Regions from separate parts of the Mus musculus genome. Here regions 2, 3, 4, 5, 6 and 7 are each linked to region 1. The links are chromatin contacts, called in public HiCAR-type, HiChIP or PLAC-seq, Micro-C and promoter capture Hi-C maps. All regions are on one chromosome and are shown on one strand. The core of a region is the stretch at or near the end of the contact, and the rest is flanking DNA. Distances in the headings are between cores, read along the strand shown. Region 1 holds the start of Lhx2 (LIM homeobox protein 2). Region 2 holds the start of Zbtb6 (zinc finger and BTB domain containing 6). Region 3 holds the start of Strbp (spermatid perinuclear RNA binding protein). Region 4 holds the start of Crb2 (crumbs family member 2). Region 5 holds the start of Nr6a1 (nuclear receptor subfamily 6, group A, member 1). Region 6 overlaps Crb2 (crumbs family member 2). Region 7 overlaps Dennd1a (DENN/MADD domain containing 1A).

Evidence for each region. Promoter capture Hi-C pulls out the DNA fragments that hold promoters and counts their contacts. A called contact is a pair of places that touch in the nucleus more often than the background predicts. HiCAR-type assays count read pairs that join an accessible place to other places. HiChIP or PLAC-seq counts read pairs in DNA pulled down with a chosen protein or histone mark.
Region 2: a HiCAR-type map of astrocytes shows a contact between it and region 1, with 5 times the contacts expected there. The contact joins the promoter of Zbtb6 here to the promoter of Lhx2 in region 1. A contact is called at or near these places in 2 of 39 promoter capture datasets (the C10 cell line and liver) and 3 of 115 datasets of contacts at active chromatin or transcription factors (astrocytes, craniofacial prominence and large pre-B cells).
Region 3: a Micro-C map of embryonic stem cells shows a contact between it and region 1, with 4 times the contacts expected there. The contact joins the promoter of Strbp here to the promoter of Lhx2 in region 1. A contact is called at or near these places in 7 of 39 promoter capture datasets (the 3T3-L1 cell line, the C10 cell line, embryonic stem cells and 2 more), 2 of 484 Hi-C or Micro-C datasets (both in embryonic stem cells), 2 of 115 datasets of contacts at active chromatin or transcription factors (astrocytes and embryonic stem cells) and 1 of 9 other capture datasets (adipose tissue).
Region 4: a promoter capture Hi-C map of embryonic stem cells shows a contact between it and region 1, with 3 times the contacts expected there. The contact joins the promoter of Crb2 here to the promoter of Lhx2 in region 1. A contact is called at or near these places in 7 of 39 promoter capture datasets (embryonic stem cells, liver, maxillary cranial neural crest and 1 more), 1 of 484 Hi-C or Micro-C datasets (embryonic stem cells), 18 of 115 datasets of contacts at active chromatin or transcription factors (astrocytes, embryonic basal ganglia, embryonic forebrain and 9 more) and 1 of 9 other capture datasets (embryonic stem cells).
Region 5: a contact with region 1 is called in a Micro-C map of embryonic stem cells, with 3 times the contacts expected there. The contact joins the promoter of Nr6a1 here to the promoter of Lhx2 in region 1. A contact is called at or near these places in 3 of 39 promoter capture datasets (frontonasal cranial neural crest, liver and maxillary cranial neural crest), 9 of 484 Hi-C or Micro-C datasets (cerebellar granule neurons, cerebellum, embryonic stem cells and 2 more) and 1 of 115 datasets of contacts at active chromatin or transcription factors (astrocytes).
Region 6: a HiCAR-type map of embryonic stem cells shows a contact between it and region 1, with 6 times the contacts expected there. The contact joins the enhancer-like site here to the promoter of Lhx2 in region 1. A contact is called at or near these places in 7 of 39 promoter capture datasets (cranial neural crest, frontonasal cranial neural crest, hippocampal neurons and 3 more), 5 of 484 Hi-C or Micro-C datasets (the CH12 cell line, bone marrow-derived macrophages and embryonic stem cells), 16 of 115 datasets of contacts at active chromatin or transcription factors (craniofacial prominence, embryonic basal ganglia, embryonic forebrain and 7 more) and 2 of 9 other capture datasets (embryonic stem cells and liver).
Region 7: an H3K4me3 HiChIP or PLAC-seq map of embryonic forebrain shows a contact between it and region 1, with 6 times the contacts expected there. The contact joins the enhancer-like site here to the promoter of Lhx2 in region 1. A contact is called at or near these places in 14 of 39 promoter capture datasets (the 3T3-L1 cell line, 3T3-L1-derived adipocytes, the HPC-7 cell line and 10 more), 1 of 15 datasets of contacts at CTCF or cohesin (the NIH/3T3 cell line), 3 of 484 Hi-C or Micro-C datasets (the HPC-7 cell line, embryonic cerebral cortex and pre-B cells), 13 of 115 datasets of contacts at active chromatin or transcription factors (craniofacial prominence, embryonic basal ganglia, embryonic brain and 10 more) and 3 of 9 other capture datasets (adipose tissue, liver and pancreatic islet).

Annotation. Positions count from the first base shown.
Region 1 is chr2:38,348,731-38,353,107 of GRCm38.p6, reverse strand. Lhx2 (LIM homeobox protein 2) reads right to left here and starts at 1,800. Exons shown (of 5, transcript NM_010710.4): 1 at 1,215-1,800. The coding sequence starts at 1,334. Gm27197 (a long non-coding RNA gene) reads left to right here and starts at 2,368. Exons shown (of 2, transcript XR_374289.3): 1 at 2,368-4,377.
Region 2 is chr2:37,428,684-37,433,060 of GRCm38.p6, reverse strand. It overlaps Zbtb6 (zinc finger and BTB domain containing 6), which reads left to right and starts at 2,142. Exons shown (of 2, transcript NM_146253.5): 1 at 2,142-2,252; 2 at 3,138-4,377. The coding sequence starts at 3,147. Zbtb26 (zinc finger and BTB domain containing 26) reads left to right here. Exons shown (of 2, transcript NM_199025.3): 2 at 1-893.
Region 3 is chr2:37,701,103-37,705,479 of GRCm38.p6, reverse strand. Strbp (spermatid perinuclear RNA binding protein) reads left to right here and starts at 2,135. Exons shown (of 18, transcript NM_001379315.1): 1 at 2,135-2,288.
Region 4 is chr2:37,774,098-37,778,474 of GRCm38.p6, reverse strand. Crb2 (crumbs family member 2) reads right to left here and starts at 2,226. Exons shown (of 13, transcript NM_001163566.1): 1 at 2,029-2,226. The coding sequence starts at 2,134.
Region 5 is chr2:38,924,165-38,928,541 of GRCm38.p6, reverse strand. It overlaps Nr6a1 (nuclear receptor subfamily 6, group A, member 1), which reads left to right and starts at 2,081. Exons shown (of 11, transcript NM_010264.4): 1 at 2,081-2,424. The coding sequence starts at 2,325.
Region 6 is chr2:37,791,889-37,796,265 of GRCm38.p6, reverse strand. It overlaps Crb2 (crumbs family member 2), which reads right to left. Exons shown (of 13, transcript NM_001163566.1): 9 at 4,047-4,212; 10 at 2,399-3,167; 11 at 1,620-1,736; 12 at 765-891. Among named protein-coding and RNA genes, the nearest start is that of Crb2, 18 kb to the right of the region's middle. Within about 2 kb of position 2,550, at least 8 of the 459 cell types and tissues checked have an H3K27ac peak or open chromatin away from gene starts, as enhancers often do.
Region 7 is chr2:37,827,969-37,832,345 of GRCm38.p6, reverse strand. All of the region lies in intron 19 of Dennd1a (DENN/MADD domain containing 1A), which reads left to right. Among named protein-coding and RNA genes, the nearest start is that of Crb2, 54 kb to the right of the region's middle. Within about 2 kb of position 2,220, at least 24 of the 459 cell types and tissues checked have an H3K27ac peak or open chromatin away from gene starts, as enhancers often do. A contact at or near this core is called in embryonic basal ganglia, embryonic forebrain, oligodendrocyte precursor cells and 2 more, where this site is marked.

The sequences.
Region 1 (4,377 bases), core at 551-3,050:
CTGCAGCAACACTTTACAGTTCTAAGTTGTTCTCAGGCCTTAGGTCTCCCTATTCCTGCCCTCGTGCCCTTGCCCCAGGATATCCTCACAGCGGTTAAGTATTGGGACAGAGGGGTCTCTTCCCCCAAGCTCTCCAAGGGAATTCCTCAAAGTGTTTATTAAAGGTGCTGGGCCTCAGAAAAGAACCAAGACAGTAAAGTAAGGTGAGTATTAAAAGTCTTCCTCCACCGGTACTCCTCTTCAGAGGCAGCAGGGTTCCTGGCCCCAAGCCTCAGTAGCCTCTTGATCCTTAGACCAAAGGTTCAGCCCAGGGCAAGTCCAGCAACTTCTGGTTCCCGCTTGGGTCTTGCGAGTAGGTTAAGTGGGATACAGGGCGACCTTCCAGGAGGGTGCAAGGCAGGCCCATGTGAAATTTTTTTCCTAATAAAACTGAGCAGCGGAGGTTTATCCGGAAAGAAAGGCTTAGGGGAAACCCGGAGGTCACGGAGCTGTGGCTCTAGAAGGGAGAAACTCGGGCCAGGCTTCCCACCTCCTCGGTCTCTAAAGGTCACTGCAGCCGCTGCTTAGGCAGCGTCTGCTAGTCTGGCCCCGGGGGAGGCTATTTGGGGCCGGGACAGCAGAGCCAGGTACAGAGAACCTAATGGAGTCTCCTTCCGCAGAAGCCAGGCCGGTGACTGAACTCCGAACCATTGCCTGGCCAAATCTAGCCAGTTAGGAACACGGGTCACGATCAACGGAAAGTGCTGGCCCAGATGTCGCAGGGCCCTGAAACTGAGCTAAGGAGAGAATCCCAGACTGCCAGAAGACTGAAAGCGATTCAAACCAGCTAGGGCTTCCACCGGTTCTCCCTTTTCCCGAGGCGTCGGCGCCAGCACCAGGAGCAAAGTAGTGGAGAGTCAGGTCTGTGGACCGGAGCGCCTCCGGGAGCGGAGAGAAGAGAGTGGCCTCCACTTCCACTCCCCTTCCACTTCTAGAACAACGTTCTCCTCCACCCTCGCAGTCCAGATCTGGGTTTCAACCTTGACTCCCTCCTCCTCTCTAGCAGCTGAGTTTCCCCTGAGTCTGGTGCCCCGGGCCTTGCACCCTGTCCGAGGATTCCCCAGCCTTGGTCCCGTGCGTCTCGGAGGACTCTACCTAAAGTTCGGGGAACAGAGGCGCTGGCTGGCCCCGCCAGGTCCCAGCTCTCAGCCCCAACTCCACAGCCGCGCGCCTACCGTCTCCGTGTCGCCGCGGTCGATGGCGGAGCTGATGGCCGGAGCCTCGCTCTTGGCCCTGCGGTCCATCTCGTCGATGACCCCGTGCACCTCGGGGCCCGACAGACTGTGGAACAGCATCGCGGCGGGACCGGGGATGCGGCTGCCCCGAGGAAGGGCTTGCCCCCCGCCTCAGCTGCCTGGCGCTCCCGGCGTTAACCGGCCCAGTGCATCGCCACCGCGGCCCCGGCCCCGCCCGAGCTCGGCTGCGCCCCCAGGCTGGGCTCCGGGCCGCGGGCGCCTGCGGGCCAGGACGCCTCCCGCCGAGGCGTGGGGGCAGCTACATCGCGGGGCGCCTGGACGGCGGCGCCGAAGCCAGGGTCACAAGGGCAGGGGGTGAGGTGGGGGCGGGAGACCAGGGCAGAGGTCGGCGCCCGCTGTGGGCGCTTTCACGCCGCAGGCATCGCTAGCTGGGTTCTGGCGCCCAGGGCGCAAATCAGGGGCGCAAACTCTGCCCCAGGCGGCGGTGGCTGCAGTCGGGGTTCACCCAGGAACAGCTAGGTGCCCGCGGCGGCCCAGATGCCTGCACGTCTCTTCCCCCCGGGGTGTGTTCCCAACCAAAGGCGAACTGGAGTAGGGGGTCTCCGCGAAGCCTGCGAGCTGAGCCGAGCCACTGGGAGAATTGAAGAGGAGGAGGAGGAAGAGGAGGAGGAGGCGGCGGCGGAGGAGGTGGAGGAGGAGGAAAAAGGAGGAGGAGCAGAGTGGGAGGAGGAGCCGACGGCCGCGGGCCCAGCCGCGCGCAACGCTACCCAAGCGCGCGCCGAGCTCAGCCTCGGCTCTGCAGTCCGCGCCAGCGCAAGCCTCCGCGCCTTTTCTACAGCCGCGCCTGACATCACGTCCTGCCGCCGTGCCATTGGCCGCCCGCCGCCCCAGGCCTTGGCAGCGCGTGCTCCGGGAAGGCGGGAGACCCAAAGGGAGGGGAAAGGCTAGAGGAGGAGAGGAGCGGAGAGAGGAGGTGGTGGGAGCTGGTGGGCGAGGCTGGAGGAGGAGGCGCAAGGGAGGGAGAAGGGAGAGCGCGGGGTTTGGAGTTTTCTAGGCTGCGAACAGTTTCCTGTGTTTCTTCAGGAAGAAAAATTAAACCTTTCCTGGAGTCTCTGTCCTAAAAAAGCGCTGCCAAAGGATGCTTGAGGAAGTCTCCATTCTCCCCCTTGGCCTCTGGAACCTGGGGTTGAGGAGGGGCAGAGAAGACAGACCAGGAGTACTGTTTCAAGAGCCTTCGGCTGCTTCCCGCCCATCTGGGCTTCGGTCTGGGGCGCTACTCTCTGCGCTGCGTTTAGCAGCGCAGCCCTCCCGGGGACCAGGCGCAAGTGCCACCAGAGCAATGACTCCCAAGGGTAGCGGGCCGGCCAGCATATCCTCTCTTCAAGTGAGCTAGGGACTATACTGCCAGGCGTGTAGCTCCTGGATTTCTCCAAAGCTCTGCAGTCTGGAGGCATGTCTTTAGGAACTCAGAAAAAGAAACAAGGAGTCCATAGCTCTCTCCCATGTACGTGCAGTGTGATCCGGAGACAGTGACTCAACCTCCTTTACAATGTTTGACTTTCTCAAAGGGAAACAAGAAGGCCCCCTCCTTTTAGGTGTTTGGGTGTGATGAAAGAAATGAGTGGAAAATATATAGAGCATAGTAGGCACTCAGCGAATTTCTTAATCGCTCCCTCTTTTTCTTTTCCTATTTGGATCTTCTCACTCCGGGATATACTTGGCAGTTCTTAAAGACCAGAGGCCTATTCTCTTCCTTCCTATGGGGTACTCCATCCCACTAGCTCTCCCACTCTGGACCCACCCTGCCACCTGGTTGCACAAGAACTAACAATAACATGGCCTGCCCAGCAAATCCCAACTGCCAGCCCTGAGTCTCGTGGCTGAACCCGGGGCAATGGCTAGGTGTCTGGTGGAACAGGAAGGGATTCGGGAAGAAGAAAAAAAGAAAAGAAAATGTGATTTGGGGTGAAAAAGAAAAAGGGCAAGACAGTTACTGAAACTCCTTTCTAGGTCCGTTTTACAAGTTGCTTTCTTTCCATGTGATAGTGGGGAGAAATGAAGTCTGAAATGTCTGCTTGCCTGGCACAATTAAAGGGAAGCCAGGACCTCTGTAGTTTATCTCACAGGACACACAGTTGAGGCAGCATGAAGTCATACTTTTTACATAGTGTACATAACTTTTGCTCACAAGTAGGTGTTGCACTGGTGTTGCCTAAGCTCGTGCCCATGTGTGAAAATGTTCATGCTCGTCTCTTTTTGGCAAAAATACAGCCAGCACGAATTTTATCTTTGTTAATAACCAGCACAACAGTACAGGAGGTATACAGGTGGGCATCATACGGAGGAGGCATCTGAACATCCAGGACTAACACTTGTGTGCTAAGGCGAGCCTACTTGATCTTCTGTGAGCTCCTATCAGGTGTATTTGCAAAAACTCTTTAAGTTATGCATGTGTATGTACACACTGCATGTGTAAAGATGCTCTAACTTTAGGGAGAGACCATCAATCTAAAGACAGGCATGTGCATGTGCAACCACACAGACAGTCCTTCAGTGCCCACATAGACGCTGGCCCACGATCAACTCTAGGAATATATTAGCACGTTATACTGGGGTATCTGGGACAGTTTTGTGGGGTTTTTTCTTTTCTCAAAGAAAGTAGGAAATGAAAATTGAATCTGGGAGTCACCAGTGTTGGTCTGGAGGTTGTTCAAGGGGCAGGAAACTTTGTAGGAAGCCTGGGGTGATGTCCTTGGTGCTGGCTGGACTCAAGGGGCTGCCTTCAGAGCTGGGGAGGGGATACTTGGTGATTCTTGTTAAAAGCTGCCCAGAGGGTAGGGAATTATACCCATAAAGAGATGTACACCACTCGGTACCCACCTCTCTGACCGGCAGTCCCCACCCATCCTTGGCCTCAACTTTCCGGCTGTTGGGATCCCCATGGGGCACTTCTCTATTTATTCCTCGCATCTGGTTAGGACGCAATAGTGTCTATTGGAGGCTCAAGCTCATATCCCGCCGCGGGGAGGCATCTGGGCACCCCGGCCCAGGGTTCAGAGGCCGCTAAGTTTGTTAATCATTGGGAGACGTCGCTTTGCCCTGTCCTGGGAGACTAGGCAAGGCGAGGAACAGGCTGTAAACA
Region 2 (4,377 bases), core at 893-3,392, 920 kb after region 1:
AATTGTTTTTGTTTATATTACAATTTAATTACATTATAATTCAAAACAGCAGAAATGCAGTTATGAAATAATGAAAATATTTTTATGGTTGGGCTCACCACAGCATGAGGAACTGTATTAAAGGATCTCACAATATTAGGAAGGTTGAGAACCCTGACTTAAAGTCCACTTTCTTAGGGGTTTCTGTTAGTAAAATTTTTGGTTCTGTTTGTAAGTGTAAACCATTTGCATAATTTGTGATCTCTTCCATTTCTTGGCTGGAGAGGTCTTATTTTTGTGTGAGATATTTAATTTTGGTGGAACTTGGTTTCTTTGCTTACGTGTTTCTCAGATTTTAAAGCAAAGAGAAGAGGCATATATTTTATTGTGGAAGAAGGCTTTTCACACTAGTAATTATATGAGGCAGAGGTGAGCCTTAGTTACTCAGCATTTGGTTTAATTTGGCTTTTTGTTTTTGTTTTTGTTTTTTTGAGGCAGGATCTTACTATGTGGCCCTGGCTGCCTCTGCCTCTGCTGGGATCACAGGTATAGGCCACGATGCCAGCCTCAGTGTTTGTGTTGTATGGATTCCTAGGAAAACCTCAAAAGAAAGAGGACCCTCTTTACTGTAGTTTGTTTTTTTTAAAATTACTGTTATTTATTTATTATTTAATATGAAAACAATCTCCAAACTGAAGTGGCTCTGAGGTAAATCAGGTGTGATTTTGCATTAGTTTAGAAGATGTGTAAGTGAAAGGTGACTAATGTCACTATTTCTAAAATATTGTCCTAAACAACTTAGAACATTTTATTTCAGCTCATGAATGGCTGTTCTAAATCTGTTGTATGTTAGACATACTTGAACTACCTCTTTACTTAATGGGGAAGTTTCCTTAATAAAAGTTAACCATTAACCTGTGGTGTCATTGACTTCTTATTCTACTCTCTTCCCTCCTTATTTCTCAGTTGTTTGAATTTAAGGATTCTTTAAGGATGGCAAAGGGCTGAAAATGCAGCTCAATAGTAGTGTTTTCTGGAGGCCCAGGCTTAATCATCAGCCATCCCTACACTTCGCAAATAGGGACTTTCTGAATAACTGTGAGAATGCAAAGAAAGATAAATATTGTCCTAAATAATCCCCCTCCCTTGGTTGTGGCATATATTTCGATATGGGTATGTACGTGCAGTTTTGAAGATAGATCATTTCCAACTGAATCCCAACTAATTGAGGTGCAACTCAGAAATAATGTGCAATCGGTATAAAATGGCCGACCGGCCACGATGTTCCCCTGAGGAATCACCACCATGAGACAGGTCTAGTACAAAAAGAAGTTTATTGAGTGAAGTGAAGGGGACCTGGAAAGGGGGTAGAGGCAGAGAAGGATATAAAGAGGAGGAGGCTTGAGGGAAGTCCTGGGACTATTGCTAGTCCCATTGTAATTGGCCATTGTAATGACTTACCACGTCTCCTAGCAGAGCACTTTAAATATTCTTAATTATCTTCTTAAATTCCCATCCGAGTTAACATTATGATTAAAAATAAGGAGAAGGAGGAATGAAAAAAAATGCTCTTATGCTTAAATGGTCCGTCATCTAACGGGGCGGGGGAGCGGGGGGGGGGGGAGAGAAGCACAAAACAGCTCCCTCATGCCTGGCAGGTGACTATGCAAACTGTTGCTAGGAGCTGTTGGGCGGAGCCTAGAGGAATCGCTGACAAAGGGTAATTGGGGAGGAAAGCAAGGCTTTACTTTCATAAAGCCCTGTGTTTAATTCCCATCACCCAAAGAGAAGAATCTTTTAGGGGTAGGCTGTCAAAAGCAGCAGGGTGAAGAGGATGCCATTGGAAACGACAGAGGAGGGGAGGGCAAAGAGACTGGTGGAGCTGTGTCCTGAGGTTAGGGCCAGGTCCTGATGGGAGTAGCCCAGCTACAATACATTGCTGCGAGGTCCTTTCCTTCGGCTCCGCCCCTCAACTCCTTGGCTCCTTGGCGGTTCCGGCCCTGAGCGTTCTTCGCTCGCAGCAAACAGCTTCATACCGGAGCAGGAACGGCCAGAAAGACCCGGCTCGCTGATATTTAGATATTTTTCTGTCTTTCCTGCAGCGGAAAAAGAGAGGAAGAAAGAGCATCTCAGGATGTTCTTCCGGGGCGTCCAGACAGTCTCCGCGAAGAATAAAGCTGGTTGACTCCGGAAGCGTTTCCTTCCAGGCTAAGTCCATCTTCCGGCCTGGGCTGCCATTGCCGCGGAAGCCTCAAAGCCAGTTTTGCTAGTCGGTAAGTGAAAGTGACGGAGACATGCTGGGGTTTGAGGCTGAAGGAGTGAGTACACCCCGCGGTGGCCTCCGCTCTAGCCTGGCACCGCACCCACCTGACCAGTCGGGCCCGACTTCGGAAGGCTCGACTTGGGAACCGTGTGCCTCGTTGGAGGGAGTTGGCAGGCAGGCGGTCTAGGATTCCAGTCAGCTCCTCTTGCTGTATGGGACCCTTTACCCACTGGGAGAACACAGAACCAGGAGGAAAAGAGTCCCTGGGAGAGGAGGAGTCACGTTAGTTTGGGCTCAACGGAGCTAAAGCACAAGTTGGGAAATGGAGCTGAAATCGTGAATGTAATAGATAGGCAAATGGGCGTTCCCGTGTTTTATTTGTACAATGATGAACAATTTAACATTAAGGAGCTGGGTGTATGAAAAACGGACCAAGATCAATCAATAAAAGGTGGGTTAGGGTGAAATCCTGAAGGAGTTTGAATTCTTTTTAAGAACGAAAGGCTGTCTAGGAAGTGGGGGAGATGCTGGACGATTTAAGCATAAGAGCATTAAAGAGTGCTTTGCTAGGAGACCTGTGGGAAGTCATTACAATGGCCAATTACAATGGGACTAGCAATAGTGGTGGGACAATTTGAAGATTGTGTTTTCTAACTTAAGGGGTTAAGTGTACTTTTTTGGTGTCACTACTGTACTGGTATTTAAAAACTTACGTACCATGATACAGAAATGCATTTTGAGTTTCTGAGTTTATAGATGGTTATTGGGAAACAGTTTTACTCCTAGCACTCAAAGTTTGGGTCTCCATTATTCCCAATACATGCTGGGAAGTGGGGGACTCAGTACCATAAAGCATTGCCTATCCAGTATCAATGCTGTGCTCTGTTTTGCATAGATCGTGACCATGGCTGCTGAGTCTGATGTTCTACACTTCCAGTTTGAACAGCAAGGAGATGTGGTCCTACAGAAAATGAATCTCTTGAGACAGCAGAATTTATTTTGTGATGTATCCATTTATATTAACGATACTGAGTTCCAGGGGCACAAGGTGATTTTGGCTGCTTGCTCCACTTTCATGAGAGATCAGTTTTTACTCACACAGTCAAAACATGTCAGAATCACCATTCTACAGAGTGCAGAAGTAGGCTGGAAGTTGCTGTTGTCCTGCTATACTGGAGCACTTGAAGTAAAAAGAAAAGAGCTTTTGAAATACTTGACTGCTGCCAGTTACCTTCAGATGGTTCACATTGTAGAAAAATGCACAGAAGCTTTGTCAAAGTATTTGGAAATTGACCTTTCTATGAAAAATAACCAACACACTGACTTGTGTCAGTCTTCAGATACAGATGTTAAGAATGAAGAAGAAAATTCTGATAAAGACTGTGAGATCATTGAAATTTCAGAAGATAGTCCTGTAAACCTAGATTTCCATGTCAAAGAGGAGGAAAGCAATGCATTACAATCTGCTGCAGAGACACTGACATCAGAGCGGATGAGAATGCAGTCACCGGAGCTCTCTGCAGTAGATGGTGGCTTTAAAGAGAATGAAATTTGTATCCTCCATGTAGAATCCATTAGTACAGATGATGTAGAAAATGGGCAGTTTTCACAGCCTTGTACCTCATCCAAAGCAGGCATATATTTCCCTGAAACACAGCATTCATTGATCAATTCTACAGTTGAGAACAGAGTGACAGAAGTTCCTGGAAATACAAATCAGGGGTTATTTTCTGAGAATTCTGATGGAAGTCATGGTACGGTAAATGAGATCCAGAATCTGGATGAGAATTTTTCCTTGAGGCATCAGTGCCCCAGGTGTCCAAGGGGATTTCTTCATGTAGAAAACTATCTGCGACACCTTAAGATGCATAAACTCTTTTTGTGCTTGCAGTGTGGGAAAACATTTACACAGAAGAAAAATCTTAATCGGCATATTCGAGGACACATGGGTATAAGGCCCTTTCAGTGTACTGTGTGTTTAAAGACCTTTACTGCTAAAAGCACACTTCAGGACCACTTGAACATACACAGTGGGGATCGGCCATATAAATGCCATTGTTGTGATATGGATTTCAAACACAAATCTGCTCTCAAAAAGCACTTAACCTCTGTTCATGGCAGGAGCAGTGGTGAAA
Region 3 (4,377 bases), core at 886-3,385, 650 kb after region 1:
ATGTGGGCTCTGGGATTTTAACTCAGGTTTGTCAGGCTGGGCAGCAACACCTATACCTGCTGAGACATCTAGCCTACCCTCACTTGCTTGTTTTTGTCCTGAGTGTTTGGAGTTAAAAGTTCAATAAAAAACAAAACAAGAGATACTATTGAATCCTTAATGCCATATATTCTGCCTACTTAAAAAATATAATTTATAAGTGTTAGAATTCTAAGGGCCACATATGTTAAATGTAGTCTCACTGACTCCTAGTAACAGTACTCTGAGGTATGCAAAATGACAGATGAGGGCTCTAAGACCTAGATCTGTCAAGGTCACACAGCTAGTGCACAGCAAACCTGTATTGTGCACTGCAGTGTCTCTTCTCCCCTGGCAGACTTCCTTTTATACTGTAAAACCCAGCTTTAGTGATCTCATCCTCTGTGTATGTGGTCTTTCCTAACTTTACTCAGGCAGAGGGATGAACCTTTCCTCAAGATGCTTACAATCCAGGGAAGAGACTGAGCTAAACTACAGCTTGGTGACATAACAAGGCATTGTTGAACTGGTGATGCACAAGCAGGAAGAGTCTGGACCTGTGTCTCAGGGCAGTCAAGGGGCTCCAGATGGAGTATGTTCTAAACTGATAGAACAACCAGGTTTCCAGAAGGCTAGAATGAGGTGCCAATCAGACATAGTGATCTGGGGCTTAGCATAGACTTCAGGGATATGTTACAGACCTGGGGATAGCTAGGAAAGGACAGCTTTGTTGTTAATGAAGTGTCAAGGAGGGGCAATGGGAAGTGTGTATGTCCTGAAGTTGAAGGCCATACTCAAAGCTTTTTAACTCTAAGTATTAACATATTCTGTGAATGAAGTACTGAGGTCATATATTTTGGTAGTGCTGTGGATGCAACCCTGGACTTTGTCCATGTCAGGCAAGTATTATTGAGAATCATTTCCAGTCCAGAGCTGTTAATATTTGAGTCTGGTACAGGAGCAAGATGAGAAGGGGACCTACCAGGGGGAGTGTGGGAGGTCAGTCCCCTACTGTCTGCTCAAATTAAGTGGGGTTCTTTGCTAGGTTTGCTTTAGGCTAAGGACCTTGACTTATTCTTCAGTGCATTCTAGCACCCTGCCGAGTGTGGAGCATGCAACACACACTAAGCATGGGCTGAACCCCCTGGGAGAATGCTAGGCACTAAGAAGATGCCAACGTAGAGCTGTAAAATAAAACTTGAACCTTTTATTTCTTTCCCAGTACCACCGTTGGAACAAAGTGGGTAGGTGTTTAGCTAGACTACTCCAGACCTAAGGAGGGAAATAAGGAGGGAAAGGATTTCCCGGGCCATTAAGGGTGGAGTAGGGAGAGGAGATTTTGATTTTTGTTCAGTGCTTGCTATGTGCCAGGAAAATTCATATCTATTGTTTTATGCCATCTGCTCAACGGCTCTTAAATAGGAATTACAGTTTTAGTTTTTGTGAAGTGGAAACTGAAGCTCGAGCGGTTCGGTAACTTGGCCAAGGTCACACAACCGGCAAGTGGGAGGGGGAGCGAATCAAGGAGGGATCGGAGTCTCTTACTCAGCCAAGGTACTGCCTGCCCCTCCTCCACCCGGGAGGCATTGCGGCGCTTACTCCGTTAGCGTAAAGGCCGAGGCTGGAGCTGGAGAAGCATCCCGCACCGGGACGCAGAACCTGGGGAAGCCGGCTCTCATTGCGGCCGGGAGCAGCTCTCAGAACCTGCAGTTACGAAGTTAATGCGCGCTTAGCTCTTTTCAGCAGTTGGCCTCCGCCCAGCAACGCTTACCGCCGCAGGCACAGCGGGGCTCAGGTACGGTTTGCGGCCCGGGCTAGGCGCCGCGAGGTGGGCGGGACGCAGTTTACGTAAGCGGTCTCGCAGGTGCAGGCGGCGGCCGCGGGCCTGAGCGCCCTGCGCGCTCCCAGGTGCGCAGTTGACGCAGGCGACAGCGCGGCGCGGCGGCGGCGGGCGCTGGCCGGAGCTCTCAGGTGCGGCAGAGCGCGCGTGCAGGGGGCGCGCGGAGGGCGATGGGGCGGGCTTTCCGTTCCCCAGCAGCCGCGGGCCCCGCCCCCTGGATCGGCCAATGGGCGTGCTCGGCGGCGTCACGTGCTTGCCGCCGCCGCCGCGGTCGCTGCCGAAGCCGAGCTCGGATCCGCGAGCGCCACCAAGGCAGCAGCCGCCGCAGCCGCCGCCGCTGTGCTGAGGAGCCGGAGACGCGGGCGGACGAGGTGGCGGCGGCGGCGGAGCGGGAGCGGGGAGCGGACGCGGGCGGAGCGCGGCGGCGCGGGTAGGCTGCGGCGGGGCCGGCGCCTGCGCGGCGGGCCGTCCCGGGCGGGCGGCGGTTGAGGCGGCGGTTGAGGCAGTTGGCGGAGGCTGCCCGGGCCCCGCATTGTTTGTTGTGCGTCCTTAGCAGCGGCGGCGGCTGCTGAGGCGAGGAGCGCGGCGCAATCCCAGCCCCGCGGCTTGAGCTTTGTGGTCGCCGCCGCGGTACCCGGCCGGTCCGCGTCAGGACTGCGGGTCGCCTTGCTTGCTTTCGGGGTCGGGGTCGCGGGTCCCGGCCCTGAACCTCCCGAGGGCGTGGGCAGCGTGCGGGGCGCCAGCTCTGGGGAGGTGGGAGGGTTCCGGACTCGGGGCAGGTGCTGGAGGACGTTGCGGGCAAGAGCTGGGGAGAGGCTCGGGGGGCGGGCACAGGGTGTGGGCAGATTTGGGTGTAAGGGAGCGTTGAGGGACCCGGCCCCACGGTGACCAGGGCCTCAAGGGCACGCCTGGGGGACCCATGGGGGCCTAGGTCGGGCTCGAGAGGGAAGGAGGACGTTCCGTTTGGGGATTCGGATGGGTGTGTAGGGGGATTTGGGGCGGGCAGGGGCAAGTGAGGTGGTGGAGGGAGGGACAAGATGGGCACCTCTAGGCAGAAATGGAAGGAGCAGATGCCCTGGTTAGCGCTGCTTGTGAGGGGCAGAGAATGGGGCAGGCAGCGGGAAGGCCACCGGACGCCTGAAGGGAAATGGCGGAGGAGGGGTCCGTAGCTGGGAGTGTGGCGAGCAGGCTGAGCCCCAAAAGATGGAGGGAAGGAGTGTCAGAGGAGGGGGTTCTCTCAAATGGTGGCGGTTGAAATTGAGGGTATTCAGGCAGGAGATGTCTGTCTGTGTGTGTGCGCCCAGGACGTCAGGAGTTCCCTAGTGAGTATCTGGCTGGGAAGTATGGAAGGAGACAGGAAGGGGTTGACAGGCTTGGGGAAAATGGCTTGGTTCTGTATTCAGGGTAGAGGAGGATAGAGCAAGTGGGAGGAGGAGTGGTTTACACAGGTACTGAGTTTGAGGGCTTTGGGAGAGAAATGGGGATAAGGAGGTTATGTGGAGGTTTTAGGTTGGGTGGAGAGAGATGTCAAGGCAGGAGGTGTGTGTAGCAGTAAAAGGGCAGCAGAAGTGAGTGAAGCGGAGGGTGTTTGTGTGAGAAATTCTAGTGGGCACCAGCAGAAGAGGAAACCTTGAGGTTGGGAGCACCCTGGAAAGGGATGGGGTGTGTGGCAGGATGGAGAGTGGGGTGGTGAGCAGAAGGGAGGGAGAGGAAATATGGGAGTGGTAGGTAAGGTGTGTGTGTGTGTAAATGGAAATATTCCCAGGGCAGGAGGTGTGGAGAGAAGTTGGGAATGAGGAGGAAGATGGAAGCGGGGGTATGTTTGAAGGGAAATCAGTAGTAGGATGTAGGGGGTATGTTTGAAGGGAAATCAGTAGTAGGATGTAGAGGAAATGAAAGGAGTAGGCAGGGGACAGAAGAAAGGGTATTTTGTAGTAGAAAATGTAAAGGAATAGTACTTATACTGAAGGAAAGGAGAGGTGTTTATGGGTTTATGGCTGTAGCTAGAAGGACAGTTGTATGGAGTTGGTGTGCTGAGGGAAGTAGGATGCTCATGTTTAAAGCAGGAAATGACTGTCAGAGAGGGTTCAGAAGTAGGTTACTTAATTAAGATTTTGGAAGATTCAAGGTGTGGAAGTGTGAGGAAAGATTGGAGTTTTACAGTGTTAAGACATTAAAGGTGGTTGCCTTTAATCTCAGTGCTTGAGAGGCAGAGGCAGGTAGAGCTCTGAGTTAGAGGCCAGCCTAGTCAGTTATAGGAGAGCCAGGGCCACACAGAGAAACACTGTCTTGAAAAACAAAACAAAGACAAGCAAACAAGCAACAACAACAAACCCAAAAGACAGTAAAGGGTCCAAAATTAAGTCACTGAGAGATAATAAAGGGTAGAGTGCAGATGTCCAATGGGAGGAGAAAACTAGGGAGGATTATTTTCAGGCTTAGAGGAACTAGAAATTTGGGACAGTGGACACAGGATGTGGATCCTAGACTGATTAACAGAGAATAAAGGACTTTCAATT
Region 4 (4,377 bases), core at 977-3,476, 580 kb after region 1:
TCTGGACTTTGCCTAACTGTTCTGTAAACAGAGAGGTAGAAAGCCAGCTTCCCTGGATGCCGGGAGGGTTAAAATCTCTCTACACAGTGGATCACGCATCAGCAAACCTTCCCTGGAGCCCAGTAGCCAGCAGACCCCACATTATTTAGAAGTATACAGAGTCCCTGTTGCTCTCCTACCGCCCCACCTCTTAAGTTGGAGGAGGGGCCAGGTTTGGGGAAGACTGGCTGCCCCTTTGTGCACTGCACTCCCTGGGTGTTCAGGGAAGGGGTGGGGGTGGGAACAACTCGACATGTTCCATTGTAGTCCAAGATGCCTTATCCTCTCCATAGCAACCAGCAATCCTCTGCTGTGGAGTGGCTGGGATGGAGGGGCCCAGCTCAGAGCCTGGCAGGGAGGGCATCGGGTCTGGTCCAGAACTTTCATCTCCTCTGGGATGGAAATTAGCTTTCAAGTCACAAAGTCCCTAGCACCGCCCTTTGCTCAGTCAGCTCTGGGTAATCGTGCTTGTAGAGCCCCCAACTCTAGCTTCAGGGATCCCCAGAGATGGACTCTGCACACAGAATTCCCGGGGCAATGGCCCCTGAGAGCCTGTTGGAGTTCTGGGGAAATATACACCACTGTTTGCCAATCTCACAGACCATATGTGTGTAAGTGCATATAAGTCAATGCAGGCCTGCTGGTGTGTACCTAGTGGGTGAATGCAGCCATGTGCTATGTATATGATGATACACAGTAGGTTCATTAGCAAGTTCACCAGTGAGCTCACAGGGGAGACCTGGCATGTGCCTGTGGACACCTGTCCTGTTGTAGTATGTACCCTAGTCCCTGCCACACATCTGTGCAGCTGCCATGGGCATCTGTGTACTGCATGTGGAACAGATCCAAAGTGCACAGCCCAGAACCTCACGCCCTAATGTACAGACAGCCTGGAGTTGCCTGGTTTCTCCACCCTCATTTGCCTCAGGTACCAGCTTCTTCTAGGTCCCTTCCCTCCTCAACCTTCATTTGGTTTCCTCCCTAAAACAGGTCCTCGCTGTACCCAGGGTCCTCATCCTCCCCCTTTCCACAGAGAAGAGGCAATAACGGCTTTGTAGGCAGGCAGGGGGAATGCCACTGGTGGGGTTCACCTATTGCAGGGGAAGCCGGGCCCTCCCTACTGCCCTCGTAACTATAGTGACCAAGCCAAAGCGTCCTCCAGACCCCCCAGTAGGAATTCCAGGCTCAGTGTTGAATGCACTTGGACAAAGCCAATGTACTGGCTGCCTGGGCTGGCTTCAGGGAGCCCTTCCAGCATAGTTGAGGAATGCCAGAAACCTGCTGCAGGGACACACACGTATGATCCCGAATCCCTAGCCATTCCAAAGACCCGGAACAGCTCTACCGGTTGCCCCTCAAGTGCTGGCAGAGGACCCATAGAAGGGAGCAATGAGGGCAAGCTCTCCCCTAACCCTGGTTCTCTTCCCCCTCCCCTATCTTAATCTAGCCCCACCCACACCCACACCTCCCGTTGCCAGGAAAGGCCAGTTGAACATGCCGGACAACTTACAGCTAGTTCAGCGAGGACACAACTCTCAACAATCAATCCCCTCAAACAGAACGTCCACCCACCGGGCAACTTTACATGTCACCTGCATCCCAGGTCAACACGTGACTCCGGCAGACTCTATGGAGATTGCCTGAGTTTGCTGAAACTTCTCCAATTCACGCATTTCCATCTATCCCGGCACGCTTTCCCTAAGTGGCTCCTCACACCAAGATTCCCAGCTTTTCCCTCAACACACTACGCCACACCACACCAGCTCTCCCAGACTGGCTTCTACAGACCACACCAGCCCTCATCCTCCTGGCCCCACCGCATAGACTCCTCAGTCTGAAGCCTCCAGAACACTCCGAGCTCTCCAAGTGAGTCCCAAGACACCCGCACTGTCCCCACACTGTCTAGGGCCCGGGACACTCTTGCCTCTAGCATCACCATTCTCTCAGGCCAGCCCAGCCACGCTCACCCCCAGGCCCAGCCACACTCACCAGCCGGGACCCAAGGCAGCAGCAGCAGCAGCAGCAGTAGCAGTAGCAGCAACAGGGGGTAAATATCTCGTCTAGGGCCCCAAATCCTAGGCCCCACCAGCGCCATGGCAGCCGGCTCTGCCTGCCTGCCTGCCTGCCTGCCTGCGGGAACCCTCTGCTCGGCGGGCTCCGCGCCCCTGCGTCCCTCCAACCAGCACTGACGAGGTGGACAGAGGCCCGGCCCCTCCTCCAGCCCTCCCCCTCCGCCCCGCCTCCCACTGCTCCTCCCCGGACAGGATCCTCCCGGAGGGTCTGACCCACCGCTCCTCACAAACACCAGCCCCTTCGGAGGCCTCAGCTCCATCCAGGCAAGGCCCTGGGCCTGACCCTGGGTCTCAGTGCACAAGCCCTCTTGCCAGGCGGTCCAGTCCATGGGGCCAGCCAAGATTCCTGGGGCTTGTCCGACTACCCCGCAGTTTCAGGCCTGCCTTGCTTGAGCTCAGAAGCGCTCCCATCCGTCCTCACTTAACCTGCCCCTTCCACACCTGAGATAACAAGGCTCCTCCCCTCCTATCACAGGGGCTCCTGTCCTCGCTGCCCACTAGGTCCTACCCAGCCACACAGATCCTGTTCTTGTGACTATCAGTAAGGTAGTAACTGGGCCCCAGAGCACGTGCCCCCTGACTCCCTTCTATCCTTCCCACCCCCTCACCAGCCAAACGGAGCCCTTTCGTCTCCCCATTTGCCCTTGATCTTTGTCTCTGGTGTTTGCAACTTTAGAAATGTCCCTGCTGTCCAAGGCGGACCTTTCCGCTGAGTGGCTGCTCTACCGAAAATAGTGCTCCGATGCTGTTCCCACCCTTCTTCCTGAAAAGTCCTTCTCTTTGTCTAACCTCACAGTCACATGTTGCACTGGGTGGAGCCAGGAGTTCTCATCATCTCAAAACACACTGGCACATAAAAAAGCATCTCTTCTTCCATGGCCTGCTGCCCCAAGTGGGGCAGCATCTTATTTTAAAGGGAACTACCTTCTTGAAATGAGCCCCTGGCAGATGACAATGTCTGGCCCAGGTCAGTGATGGTGGATTCTGTCCCTGAAGGCTCTGGACTCTGCTGTGTCTGGCAAAGTAGCAATTGGGGGCTATGGCATGTCCTTGGAGAAACATCAGGTGAGACAATGAGCATCACAGGGTATCGGTAGCCAGCCAGAGGGCTGCTGGTTCCCCTGGGTCCCCAGAGCTCAGGAAGAGACTGAAACCATAGGCCTGGCTAACCAGCCCTGTAGCCTCTCCAGAATTAGAGGCCTGCCCTGTTTTCTGGGACACCCACTCCAGTTGTCTCTTGACCTGGAACTCCCATCGCTAATCTTGAGGAAGTCATGCTCCACTCTTGGGGGAGCACAGCTAAACATATAGGCACCTAACATGCCTGAATGACACGGAGTTTACTCGCTCTCAGTCTATTGTGTCTGTCATCTGTAAAATAGGAGTAACAGCTCCAGCCTCGTGAGACTTTACAGGGCAGTTGTGCTTTGCTCCAGGAATATGAATGGCGCCAAGAATATTAAATAGCAGGACCCTGGGGGGTAGCTACAGGGATGGGAGACAGGGGAGTGGGCTGTGAAGAGGAGCCAGGCAACAGACAGGGACTGGTTCACCCAGGAGCCCACCCCCAAGCACTAATCCCGAAGCTGCCACCTGGTGGTCCTTTGAAGAATGCAGTGGACAGAGCGCGCCTGGAGCTTGGATTGTCATAGGAGGTCAAGGAATTCAGGGATACATCTGAGAGCATGGAACTGACTGCTAGTGGTTGACTTGGTAGAACTAACACATCAGAGAGGAATACAGTGGTGAGGGCATAGATACCAATTCAAATCCCCAGCATCCACTTTCCAGCTCTGTAAGTCACTAAGTCTCTTAATGTCTCTGAGCCTCATTAACTTCCAAGTTAAAAAAAGGTGGAGGAGGAGGAGAAGGAGGAGGAGGAGGAGGAGGAGGAGGAGGAGGAGGAGGAGGAGGAGGAGGAGGAAAGAAAGAAAGAAAGAAAGAAAGAAAGAAAGAAAGAAAGAAAGAAAGAAAGAAAGAAAGAAAAAATAATAGCCCTCACTAGGTGGAACTGTCTTTTTTTTTTTTCATTTGTTTATTTATTTATTTATTTATTTAGGGCTTTTTGAGACAGGGTTTCTCCAGCTAGGTGGAACTGTCTTATGGATAAACTGTGTTTAAGGATTAAAGTGTTTGAAACAGCCAAGCAAGTGCTAGTTAAATTAAAAATGAGAAAGTAATTTTAAGCTATATGGATTTCAAATTGGAAATAAATTTATTGGCTACACTGGGGAACATAATGAAATAAGAAATTTGCTTCTACCCA
Region 5 (4,377 bases), core at 832-3,331, 580 kb before region 1:
TGCGATCCTGGCACATTTCAGAATCCAGAGCTGAAGAAGGCTTTCTTCCCCACGACACAAAGGACTCATCTTATATTCCAGGGGCCTGCTGCAGAACACTGCTCCCTGGCCTTGGGAAAGCTCAGAACCCTTGTCAAAGACATAACCACTTCAAGATCATTTCTTGGGGCTGGAAAGATGGCTCAGTGGTTAAGAGCACTGACTGCTCTTCCTGAGGTCCTGAGTTCAATTCCCAGCAACTGCATAGTGGCTCACAACTATCTGTAATGGGATCTGATGCCCTCTTCTGGTGTGTCTGAAGACAGCTACAGTGTATAAGTATACTCATATACATAAAATAAATAAATGAATCTTTTTTAAAAAAAGATCATTTCTTACAGTCTACTTAGATAGGGCCATCTGGGAATACAGAGGGACCCAGTTGTCCCTTGATGGGAGGTATAAGGAAGGTGCTACTGAAGAAAAGGATCTAGAAAGATGAGTTAAAGACTTTATAGAGGCATTTCGGCTTTCTGATCCACTGAGTATATAACGGACATCAACTTTTGTGCCACTTCATTTGTATGTGAGAGCACCAATATCAGAGCTACCTCAATGAACAGGTGTGGGAGCTTTAAACCACACAGCATTAGTGTCAATCTCTCATAACAGCTGCTGGCACAGACTAAGGATGGACCAGGCCAATTAATATTGATAATGGAAAGTGCAGGAAGGCTTGGCAGAGCCTTCTCAATAGCAGGTAAGGGAAGAGGCATGGGAGCAACGTGGGCAGGAATCGGAACAGGTTAGATTTCATAAGCCAAGTAAAGACTTCTAAACAATTAAGTAAAGAATGACTCACAAGAGCCAGAGGATTCCAGGGGCACATGGGGCAGAATGAAGTGACAGAATGAAACCGCTTCGATACGGCCCATTAGAGGAAAGCCCAGCAAAGCACCAGAGTTCTTTGATTTATAGTAAGCTAGATAGCATTTAAGTTCTAGACTGAAACTTAATAAGTCTTTTCCTAAGGGAGGTGTGTGTGTTGTATAGTGTGTGTGTGTGTGTGTGTGTGTGTGTGTGCGCGGGTTGTGTAGTGTGTGTGTGTGTGTGTGTGTGTGTGAGAGAGAGAGAGAGAGAGAGAGAGAGAGAGAGAGAGAGAGAGAGAGAGAGAGAGAGAGAGAGAACGCGCGCGGGGCATTTCTGAAAATCACCACCACCCCTAATCCTGAGAGCCCCATGGCCGCGCGCCACCTGGTGGCAGCGGGAGGTGGGCCCTGGAGGAGGAAGGGGAGAAAATCCAGGATTTTATTTGGTGGGAACTTCTGTAAACTGAGGCGATAGCGTGTATGTGAGAGTTGGTCTCTTATCACTGGATCCGATTCTTATTACACCTCTCATTTTTGAGACAGGTATACTGAACAGGAGTGGGAAGGGGAACACTCCGGGAAAGGGACATTCTTAAAACAGAACTCTTTAAGACACAAGGAGTCAGGGGTCTCAAGTTTTCTTTGGTGGCATCAGTGGAAGTGATCTTAGTTTGTCCATCTGTTCTATGGGCAGGGTGCGGGGAATGAAAGAGGAGGAAGAGAAACTTTAATCTTTCCCGCCCACCCGGAGGTAAAGGGGCTTTAAACACTTCTCCGGAAAGCAGAGTTGTATAGATTCTATTTGCATACGAACGCAGTCACCTCGGGTTAAACTCGGGTCCTTTAATCTCTGGTCCAATTTGTCGCTCAGCCCGGGAGGAAAGCCCTCATGAGTACCTACACACCCCGCCCCCTGGGGCCTTCCCCCACAGGGCTGGGCTTGGTTGCACGTGCTCACCCGGTTCCCGGTGGATACGCCTCCTTGGAAAGGCTCATTATTAGTGTGGGGAAATAGTTGGAATCATAGAGCACTATGATCACGAATAAGTTACAATAGAGAGAAAACTCTGACATAGCCGTTTATTATATTAATATATTAGAAATTTTATTAGAGTTTGTAATAGTGATAGGTTTGGGTTCTCCCTACTTAGGTCTTCCTGTTTTTTTTCCATCACCCCTTTATTTGGTAGAGTCCCGTGTGGGCAGCCTCGTTGGGAGGACTACATTTCCCAGAATTCCTCACGGGCATGTGCGTGGCAGCGGCGCGTGACGTCAGAGGAGGGAGCTGGCCAGTGCTGAGGGGGCGCGGCGCGGAGGGGCGCGGAGCCGGGCGGCTCAGGGGCCCAGAGAGTGCGGCGGCCGAGAGCCTGCCGGCCCCTGACAGCCCCCTCCCCCCGTGGAAGACCAGGACGACGACTACGAAGGCGCAAGTCATGGCGGAGCAGCGAAGCCCGAGAGGGCCCTGAGCACCGCCGCATGGAGCGGGACGAACGGCCACCTAGCGGAGGGGGAGGCGGCGGGGGCTCGGCGGGGTTCCTGGAGCCGCCCGCCGCGCTCCCTCCGCCGCCGCGCAACGGTGGGTAAGGGGCCTTCTGAGCCCGGGCGGTGCCAACGCCCGCGACCCCCTCTTTCTCTAAGCTGACTCTAGCTCCGGGATGCCGGGCAGCTCCTCAGTGAGGACTCCACCCTGGGCTCGCACTCTCCAGGCAGGGTCCCCGGTCCCCTCTGCTCGGACCCTCCCCTCCCCCCGTCCCCTCTGCGCCAACCCTTTCTCCTCCCCCAGGAGGCCCTGGTGCACGGAGCACCCTCTCTTCCTTCACCAGGGAGCTCGCAGACTCCACACCTTTGCGCCCTGCACCTATCCTGGAGCGTTTTCCTCCTCCACTGTCCCGAGCTTCCTCCCAGCCCGTGAGCCTCCGCCTCTGGGCAGACCGGTAATGGTCCTTCTCGGACCTCGGTGCTCACTCCTGTCCCCTGGCCTTCCTTTACTCAGACTCATTCTTCTAGGCGACGACTTTCTGCTGGCTCAGGTCTCCAGCGGGATCCTGGGGCACCGGGACACCTGCCTTTTCCCGGCGTTTGCCGGACGCTTCCCGCGCCGCCCAGCCTATCTCTTCCGGGGTGCTGAGAATTCCTCACCTGGCCCGGCCGCTTGCGTCCCCTTGTTCCCAGCCCAGTCCTCAGGTTCCTCCGGGCTGGCTCTCGCTCCCTCCCTGGCTCAATGTTTTATTTGTTTCTGTTTGATATCCCCCCCCCTCGGTGTTTGCGGCGGAATGTTTTTATTGGTAAAGTGTAAGGAGCTTTTGTGAGGTCGTAAAAGGTGAACTTTTGAACTTGGAAAGCGCCCTGGAGCAATTAGCGCAGGCGATAGCCCCGGGAGGCCTGCATTACAAAGGGTGCTCGTTGCGGCAGGCCAACGCTCCCGCGGCAAACCCGATTTATTTATTTATTTGCCCTGCCTTCCACCTTTCACATCTCCTCATTTCCGAATAAAGGGCAGGCTCTCAGAGATCCCTGCCTCCTCCCCTCTCTGCGCCATAAACGCGCAATTCTCTGGAAGATCTAGGACCCGAACAGTGTCTAACAAGTAACAGATTTCAGATTGAATGCAAACACTGGGGACAGTTAGGAGGCACTAAAAATTAATTGCTTTGGCAAGAAGTTTCTCAATCAGGACAGTGACCTGGCAGGTGTGGGGAAAGCAACCTGAAAATAGGTCCCCGAGATTCTGGTGAATGAGTGGGGACGCACAGAAGAGAAATCTTGAGTTGGATTTGGTGCTTCATAACCGTATAAATTCATTAAACATTCATCGTTAATTCAGTACATCTTTAGTTTCTTTTAAGCTAGTTAAAAGGAAAGCCTGCGTAGAAGAGAGCCTGATTAATTTGATATGATAGTGATCAAATGGTGATGTTTTCAAAGCGTGTGAGCCCTAAAGATGTGTATTATGTGTGGATCTAGTTGGCCGGGCATCCGGTCGGGACTGATCTGAATGTGAGCATGTTTGGGATCAATAAAGTCCCACGTCACAAAGGGAAAGAAAGGAATATAGTTAGGGTAGAAAGAGACACTGTGTAGAAGAGCAAAGGTGATGGTTTTGGCGTTTTAAATTTATGCACAGATTTGGTTTGGTATTAATTTGTAAATGTTGTAATTCTTGATGTAAGGATTACCCGCAGGTTTTCAAATTCCGTCTCCAGATCTATCGGGTATCCCTCGTAATGTATTTTGGAAATGCCTTCCTGTTTGCTAATAGTTTCTGTTCCCACCTGTGCTTACTATCAGATGACAGATTTTATTGCAGCCATCACTTTCAATTCTACATGAGAATATTATTGTAAGGAAAACCAGAGAACAATGCATTTGCTATTAATTATTCATTGGAACATTTTAAAGAACTGAGTGGCAGTTTTAGCTCTTAATCAGATTATTTGTTAATACTCATTCTTTCCTTAACTGGTCAGAAACACTGAAAAGAATCTTAAGGAGCAATCAGTCCGTTAAGGCTAAGAAATATCTCTAATAT
Region 6 (4,377 bases), core at 1,301-3,800, 560 kb after region 1:
TCAACAGTCAGCTGAAGTGAAGCAGGAACAGAAAGCAGAGCTGGAATGAACTGAGCATTCAGCCCTGAAGAAGGGGGCCCCAAAGCTATAAAGTTCACACCTTCCCTCTCTCCAGCACTTCAGCAGGAGCTGTAAAGCCATTTCCTCCCCCTGGTGTGTGTGTGGGGGGGGGGGGGGGGGGATGTTATAGTGGGAAGGTGAAGAGGCAAAGGCTATAAAGGTCACCTTGACAGGAACTCTTCCCAGAAGCAAAGGGGACTCCCCGGGAGCCTCCCAGCCTGTCCTTTCAAAACACCCGATATCAGCACCCCCCATGGGCTCAGAGCCTCTCCAAAGCTCTGTGCTGATCACCACAGGGCCCAGACCTCTGTCAGCTGAGCCTCCTTGGGGTGAGGGATACCTACAGTGCCCAAGCCTGATCCGCTTCAGAAACTGGGCTCTGGAACCCAGGGACTCCATGTTCCCATAGTCTCAGAAGCCAGTCCCAGAGTACACTTGGAAGATCCTAGCCTGTTTCCACTGCTACTACCCTGGATACCATTGGGACGCTCCAGACTGTGTCTGATGGATGGGGGCTCCCTCAACTCTCCCTAAGGTGAAAATAACCCCTACATTGGGTACTAGAAAGGGCCTAAGTATTCTCTCCCCACCCTCAGCAAAGCCTGTCCACTGTCAAATCCACAAAGGCCACAAGTCCTCCCTGCCCACTGTCCTCTTGCTAAGGTCTAAAGAGGCCTTGCCACCCAGCCCTGGGTACCACTCACCACCACTTCACAGAACTGGCCAGAGAATCCTGCACTGCAAGTACATTCAAATATGCCACTGGCCACCCGGCAAGTGCCCCCATTCAAGCAAGGGCTGGCTTCACAGGGTTTGTCGAGACTCTGACATCTGGAAGAGACAACGGCTGAGAACGCAAAGTCCTCCCACCCACGGCTGCCTCCTATTCCCCTAGCTGGTCCCCACCTCCAGCATCAAGGTTTATCCAGACCCTGCTCCTGCTTGGCCCAGCCTTGCCAAGTGACCAGAGCTGAGGGTGAGGGTACCCATCTCCTACCCACTCCCCTTGTGCCCAGGGTTCATGGGCTGAGAAGGCTCCTACTCCATTGTGTGTGGGGGAGGGGGAGATAATGCTGCAGGACAGGGATGCCAACTAACACCTCCTAGGGGCCTAGAAGTTGCATTTTGGCCATGTCCATTAAGGACCAACGGGCTTTGAGAAACTGGGTGTGTCAGCAGTGGTCGTGCATGCCTTTAATCCCAGCATTTGAAGGCAGAGGCAGGTGAATCTCTTGAGTTTGAGGCCAGCCTGGTCTACAGATTAAGTTCCAGAGACAGTCAGCTACATAATGAAACCCTGCCTAAAAAAAAATAATAAAAATAAATAAAAATAAAAAAACAAAGAAAAAAGGAAGAAACTGGGTGACAGTTACTGCCCAGCCAGTGTCTGCCTAACAGATAATGGTCTGGGAAGTCCTAAAAGAACCAAAAGATACTGATGGATCTGGCACTTAAGTCAATGGGAAGAAGACAAGGAGGACCTCATTTCTCCCGCCCAGGCTGGGCGTCCCAGGGGCAAGCTCCCAGTCAACACCACAGGCCCTGGTCTCCAGACCCACCTGAGGCCAGCAAGACCTTCCTGGCAACTGCAGTTGGTGCCTAAGGGGCCGCCTTCACAAGGGGCGCCATCCTTGCATGTGGAGTTGAGGTTGCATCCCTGAGGCAGGACAGGCAACCTGCAGAGAAAAGCAAGTCCAGTGAGGTGCTGGGAGCTGGCCATAGTGGTGCTCTCTGGGGAATGCAGGCCTGCCTTCAACAGCCTTCCCCAGGAAGCAAAGGAACGCAGGGCTGTCATTCTGCCGCTTCCCCCAACTCCACAAGAGCTGAGGCCTTTGATTCGTGCTGACTTTAAAGGGCAGCGCAAAACAGTTGCTAAACATGAGGAGAGAGGAGAGCTAGACAGCTCTGGACCGGAAGGAAACGGGAGTTTCAAAGGCAGCTTGCTGCAAACCATGCTCCCTGATTCGTCCTGCCCTCCTAATTCTACCCAAGCCACAACATCGTCCTGAAATTCAAATTTTGCCAACTATTATAACCTGTATTTTGTCTTTTTTTTTTTTTTTTTTTTTTAAGACAGGGTTTCTCTGTATAGCCCTGGCTGTCCTGGAACCCACTTTGTAGACCAGGCTGGCCTCGAACTCAGAAATCCGCCTGCCTCTGCCTCCCAGGTGCTGGGATTAAAGGCGTGCACCACCACGCCCGGCTTGTATTTTATCTTTATGGACACCAAACTGAACAAGCTATGAAGAACTTTTTCCCTCCAAACTCCACCCACGGTAAATCAGCAGTCATCTCTACCCACTGCTATGCCCAGGTCAGGTCCCCTTGTCACCCGCACCTGCAGCGCGGGCCGGAGAAGCCCGGAGGGCAGCGACACTCGAAGCGGCCGTCGGGGCGCGCATGGCATTGGCCCCGGACACAGGGAGTGGAGCGACATGGGTCAGCGCGGATCTCGCAGCGGGGTCCTTCCCAGGCGGGGCCGCAGGAGCAAGCAAAGGCGTCGAAGAGGTCGCGGCAGGCGCCACCGTGCAGGCAGGGCGAGGGTGAACATACGGGTCCGCCACGGCAGCCGAGACTCACGGCCGGAGACCCGGGCCAGGCCACGAAGTGCTCGCGCGCCCCAGACACCGTGCCAGACCGCGGTGGCGCCAAGGGTAACGGGAAGTCGCCAAGTGCCACGCGGCCCAGGCAGCCCGTGAAGTTCTCAGCCAGTAGCAGAGGCACTGCACCCGGACCCTGCAGAAAGCCCAGGTCGCCGCCCAAGCCGTGCAAGGCCACGGGTGTCGCCGCGCCGTCCAGCCACAGCAGCCAGCGCGAGGCAGCGGCCTGTGGGAACTCCCGGGCTAGGCGCACGCGATGCCAGGCGCCGTCGGCCACGCGCGGCCCGGGCGCGGGCAGCACCGAACCCGCCACATCTCCTGCCAGCGAGCCGTTGCGCACCGCCAACCAGATATTGGAGTGGGCACCTGCGGCGGAGACGGCGCGCAGTAGCCCAGCCTCGGAGTCGCGCGTGCGGAAGGCCAGGGTGAGCCCGCTGAGCGATGAGGACACGTTGTGGCCTGTGAACACAGCAGGAGGGCCCTCGCGGAACGTGGCCTCGGCCACACCTGCAGAGAGAGAGCCGCTGGGAAATGACCTGCCAGACTTCTCCTACACCACCCTGTCCCCAGGCATTCAGGTGGTAGGGTCCACAATCCATAACTGTTGACCAGGGCAGTCACCCACCTGTCACCTGATCTCAGAAACTGCAGCTCCCTCTTCCACCCCTTATGCATTCTCCTCCTGGGAGGGAATCAGTTCCGGGGTAGTCCTAGGGGGACCACAATACCTGCTACCTTGAAGGCCCTAGACATATTAATAATCTTAGCTCCTCCTAAATCTAACCTGCTCCCCTCCTCCCTGAAGGAGGCTCGCTCTTCACTGCACACAGGTGCTGGTCCAGTCATATCCTTCTCCTCCTCACCTTCTGTAAGGCTGGCAGAGTAGCTTCGGTTGGTAGACTGCCTAGCTTGTAGGAGGCTTTGGGTTCCATCCCTAGCACCCAACAAATGGGGTGTAGGGGCCCATATCCATAGTCCCTAAACTGGGGAAGTAGAGGCAGGAGAATCACAAGTTCAGATCAAGATCACCCTTTGCTACATGGTGAGTTCAGGGCTAGCCTGAGCAACATGAGACCCCTTGGTCTCTGAGCTACTTGGTGGGCTTCAAATTCTATCTCGTGCAGCACTTTTAGTAACCTTGTGTTTCAGCTGTCCATAGGAACTTTAAAACCTCACACATGCCTCACACTCCTTCCTCTCCTGTGGCTCCCTTGAAGTTGCCTTAGAAACCCCAGCATATGCTCACCTTCCCTAAGAGTGTTTCTCAGAATGCAGTAACCCACCATATTGGGGCTGTTGGCATTCCTGGTCCACCACCCAACATCCCATAAACCCTAAGGGATCTCTAACCATCTTCCGTACCCAGCACCCAGGACACAAACTCACACACAAAGCCATCTGGAACCTCCTCACAGGTGGCAGGAGGCAGGCATGGCTGCCTGGGGCACCATCGCTGCTGGGCACAGGTGGGCCCCGTGAAGTTCTCGGAGCAGGTGCAGTAGAAGTCATTCCAGGTGACGTGGCACGTGCCACCATTGAAACAGGGATTGGGCTACAGAAGAGTCAGGACACCAATGAGCACTCATAAAAGCAGTGCCCCACCCCCAAGACCACCACATCACAGAGTTGAGGGAAACCCGTCACCACCCCTACATTACAGATGAGATAGTAGGCCCAGAAAGGTGAAGCCACTGGTCCAAGGGCCCAGCCACTAAAG
Region 7 (4,377 bases), core at 971-3,470, 520 kb after region 1:
ATGTCAGTCCTGTCAAACACACATTGCAGGGAGCTGTGTGCAGTCCGTACAAATTGGAAAGCTGCATATTCCCCCAGCCTTCTGATATTCTTCATTTGAAGCTGAAGAAAAACAGTTGTTAACCTATTAGCTGGGATTTTAAACTCTGCTGAGGCTCTGGATGGTAGACTCTGACACAGATAGGAATGTATTCCAGGGTCCAGGAATTTTAAAACAAGTTCTCCATCCATTTGTTCCTAGACATTGGGGGAAAAAAAAAAAAAGATCCACTCCCCTGTCTAACAAACCCAACTCTTTCTTTAACAGACACACTGGGGAAATTTTGGGATATTTCATATCTAAGCTTCCTAATGCTTCCATACCTGCATTCCACTAAAGGAATAGAAAAGAAAGAAAGAGAAAGGTTCTTGCTCTGGGAAATAGCCCTAGAGCTCAGCCTGATAAGTTAAGATACCTCTAGGTTAAGGTCGTTCCTGGCTTGACAGTGATGGCTCATGCCTTTAATCCCAACACTCAAGAGGTATAGGCAGCTGGATCTCTGAGTTTGAGGCCAGCCTGGTCTACAGATTTCCCTGACAGCCAGTAATACACACAGAGAAACTCTGTCTCAGAAAGGGAGAGCGGGGAGTTCCTGATTAGAAGCAAGCCAGGAATGTTACTAGTACTAAAGACAAATAACCCAAGTGATGAGAATAACCTGTTGATGCAGGTGCTTGGTTAAGGCCTCATTCATGGGTGGACATTTGTACTGTTGTTACCATAGGCAGGTCTATACCAGAAACCAGAAGTTGCTATGTGAACCCCTAACCCCACCACCACCGAAGACTGCCTCTCTTAGGGAAGAGAAGCAAGATGTACTGCTCTTAGGGGTGGGAAGAATGGAGAGCACTCAGGGAGAGCAGCTCTGAGGGTAGCAATATTCCATCAGGTGGGTGAGTGAGGGCTGATGTAGGACCAGTGTATGTTGAGGACATAGGCACATGCGAGATAGAGCAGCTGCTCTGAAGGATGGCAAACGTGAGCCACTGTGATATGGGCTAAGAGGTGAGGCCATGGGGATAAGGCCTGGGTCCTGACAGCTTGCTGAGCATAGGGGTATTTTTTTTTTCCAATTTTTCAAACAAGTTTTATTCCCATACAATCCTGAGACTTTACTTTTGCTTAAGATATACACAGGGAACATGATTCTTTAATGTGAACAATAACTTATGTCCTGGCTCCACCCCTTGGGTGGCTTCATGACTGGGTAATAGTGCCTCTAGCCTTAGCGTCTCTGTAGTGTTCCTGGCTGCTGTGAGCACAGGGATTTGATCAGTTCTCTTGGGCTGGGAAGTGAGAGATTATGGAGTTTTCTTATCTGTACCAATGCAAAATTAGGTGGAAGCTTTTGTTTTTATTTCCTATTGCTGTACTGTTTGGAGTGGACACTATTCCAGAGATGATAAATGAGTCTTGCTTTTGCTGAGCTGGCTCTGGCCCTTAATATACTGAACAAACTCTCACCAAGCAGGGCACAGACCTAGAGAAATGCAGGCAGCTTTTCAGACAGGCCTTCCCGTGGGGTTGAGGAGACTTCACGGTACATAGAGCTCCAGGATGTCAGGGAGCAACATCATGGGGGTTGGGAAAGCTGTGCCCTGGGCTCACAGAGCGTATGTCACCATCTGCCTTCCACTGCTCTGTGTGTGTTGTGTATCATGGAAAGTGTGTGCACTCGTGGGCATACCTGGGCTTGAATTGTGTCTGTGCCACCTGTTAGCTGTGAAGCTTGGTCTAGATGAGTCACTGAGCCTCATTGCCTTATCGTTTCTGCCTTTTTAAGCAAGGTTGCCTTCTCTGTAGCATTCTCGAGACCAGTTATCTGCTTAGCACCTAGCATGGACCTGGTGCACAGCATGTGCCAAGAGCCAGCAGCCCCTCCTGGTATCGAGGAACATCTGGAGGTCTTTCCTCTCACCTCACCACCAGTGAGACTCCTGGACAATGTCACCCAGGCACCCTCGATGGTGTCCCAGATGGCCATCAAGTGGAGGGAGCAGAAAGGCACCTGCCTCCTGCTTCTGTTTGGGTGAAGAATAGTACAGTCAGCAGAGCCCCCTGCCCCTGCCCAGCCACCAGCCGCATCTGGTACCCGACCTCCAACAGCCAATGGGATGCCACCTATTCAGGCCCTGCACCTGCACCAACTAAAAACAAAGGGCTCCCCTCCCCCTGGCCCTCGCCTGGGCCTCCTCCCTCCCCTGCCACTGTCCCCCAAGCTGGCTGGGTCACCCAGCCACCATGCAGTCTTCCCTCCCAGCTGCTTGGCTGCTTTTGTTCAGCATGTGAACTTCCCCGTCAGTGGAGCTCCTTGCACGGGAAGTAATCAGGAATCTTGACAAGGCTTCAAACCACAAATGCCACTACAAATTAACCAGCACCACTACAAAATACTACTCCTGTCAACATTGGAAAGAGTGCAGGGCTATTCAGAGCAGCCTGAGAGGCTTTCAGCACAGCACGCACGCGTGGAAGGCAGGGTATGGCAGAGAGCCCTCTCGAGACCACTTGCCCAGACCCTCTCTGCAAGTGCTGTACCTATCCTTCAGGACCACCTTCAGTCCCAGATGCCCTCTCATCCCTCGCACAGGTGGCACCTCAAGACAGCAAGCAGTGGGTATATGAAAACCACCCTGTAGGCAACAAACAGGCAAAGGCTGACGTGCATGCCAGGTGTCTGTCTTCCATTATGCTGTGAGGGAAGATGAGAGACTTCTGTTTCCCTGCCTATACAATAGGACCCTGGCAGAGCCTTTATCCCAGGCTGTTCAGCACCCCTGGCATGTTCTGGGTACCCCTAGCCCTTCAAGGGAGCTCCTAACCCCCTACTTCTCCTCTGCAGAGAGCCCCTTCCTACCATGTTGTGTGAGTGAACTCTCAGCAAGCAGATGGCCACTTTATCCTCAGCCATGAGGTCAGGGTCCTTCCTGTTCAGCATTTTTGCAAGACTATCCACCACACAAAAGCTTGTTACCTCTGCAAATGCTTTGGGTCCAAGAATCCCCCACTTCTTTCTCATGTCCTGCTGAGCCACTCAGGTCCAGAACACATCACCGGGGCCTGGTATGCTCCAGCTGGCCTGGCTGAAACTCTGAAGCAGAGACACGCATTTGATCCTCCCCAGCAAGCAGGATCAGCTCAGTCATGGCTGTGTAAAGAGAACTGGAAATAATGACAGGAGTTGGGGGACAGAAGAGAGCCATGCCTCTGAGAGCTGGTTGGGCATTTCAAAGGAAACACTCCACAAAAATATCACTTCAATACACTCCCCTTTGGAGGCATATCAAAAGAAGCCCTCTTTTATTTCCATACCTTGCATAATAGCAGATTTCCAGTCCCAAAGAGTAGCAGAGCCTTGCTCCTGGCCCAGAGACCCTTTGTAAAGCCATAGAAAGCTTTGTCTTCCCCTCCCAACAGGGTCTGCTTCACACACAGGTCAGAGTATTGATGTGAATACTAGCCAGGAAAATTAACCAGGTGAACTCTTCCCTCGTTAAATAGCAACAGAGTATAATTGTGAATTCTTTCACGCCTGCTCTGTTCCCAGCACATTCCCAGGACAAACTGAGAAGCCCAGGCCCCATCCAGCTTCCCCTCAGCCTCTTCGGTGGAGCCAATGGGGTCTGTAGAGGAGAAATGATGCAGATCACGAATGGCACAGAAATGATTGAGGTCATCTTTAGGACCATCCTTGGAGACCAGTTCTCACAGGCAACTGCCCTGTTAGTCATGCCCACCTTTTCTGTCAGAGGTTCCTCCCAGGGAAAGTTGTTTCTTCTCCCTCTCCCTTGCATACCCCAAGCTTGGTATACCCAGTCCTTGGGTTTGTCTTCTTTGACCTCAGTGACTACCCCACCTCCTAACTAACATTTCATATCCTTTTGCATCCGTTTTTTTCTCCACAGTGAAATGTGACTTTTACCTCATAAGGACATTAAAGGGTTAGTCCTAGAATGGTCATCCATTAAGGATGGAGGGATTTCATATGCATTCCTAAACACCCCCTATCCCAATGTAGACATCATAAAACTCCCCCTCCACAAGCAGCCAATAATTGTCTTAAGATGGTGACCCTCTTCTGCAGGCCTGTCTCCTGCTTCTCTGGGTGTCCCTATGCAAGACCTCAACTCCCCTCAGCTATATAACCCAAAGCAGGAGCCCTCACTCCCTGTAGAGGACTCTCTGAGGTAGCAAATGTGCCAGGTGGACAGGCAATGCCCATGACACATACAAGCTGCTCCCCAGACATCCGAGATGCCCCTCCTTTCTCATGTATACTAAGCTGCCTGCCCCCTGTCCAAATCAGTGCCTAGCAGATAAACATTTTCCATCCCATAG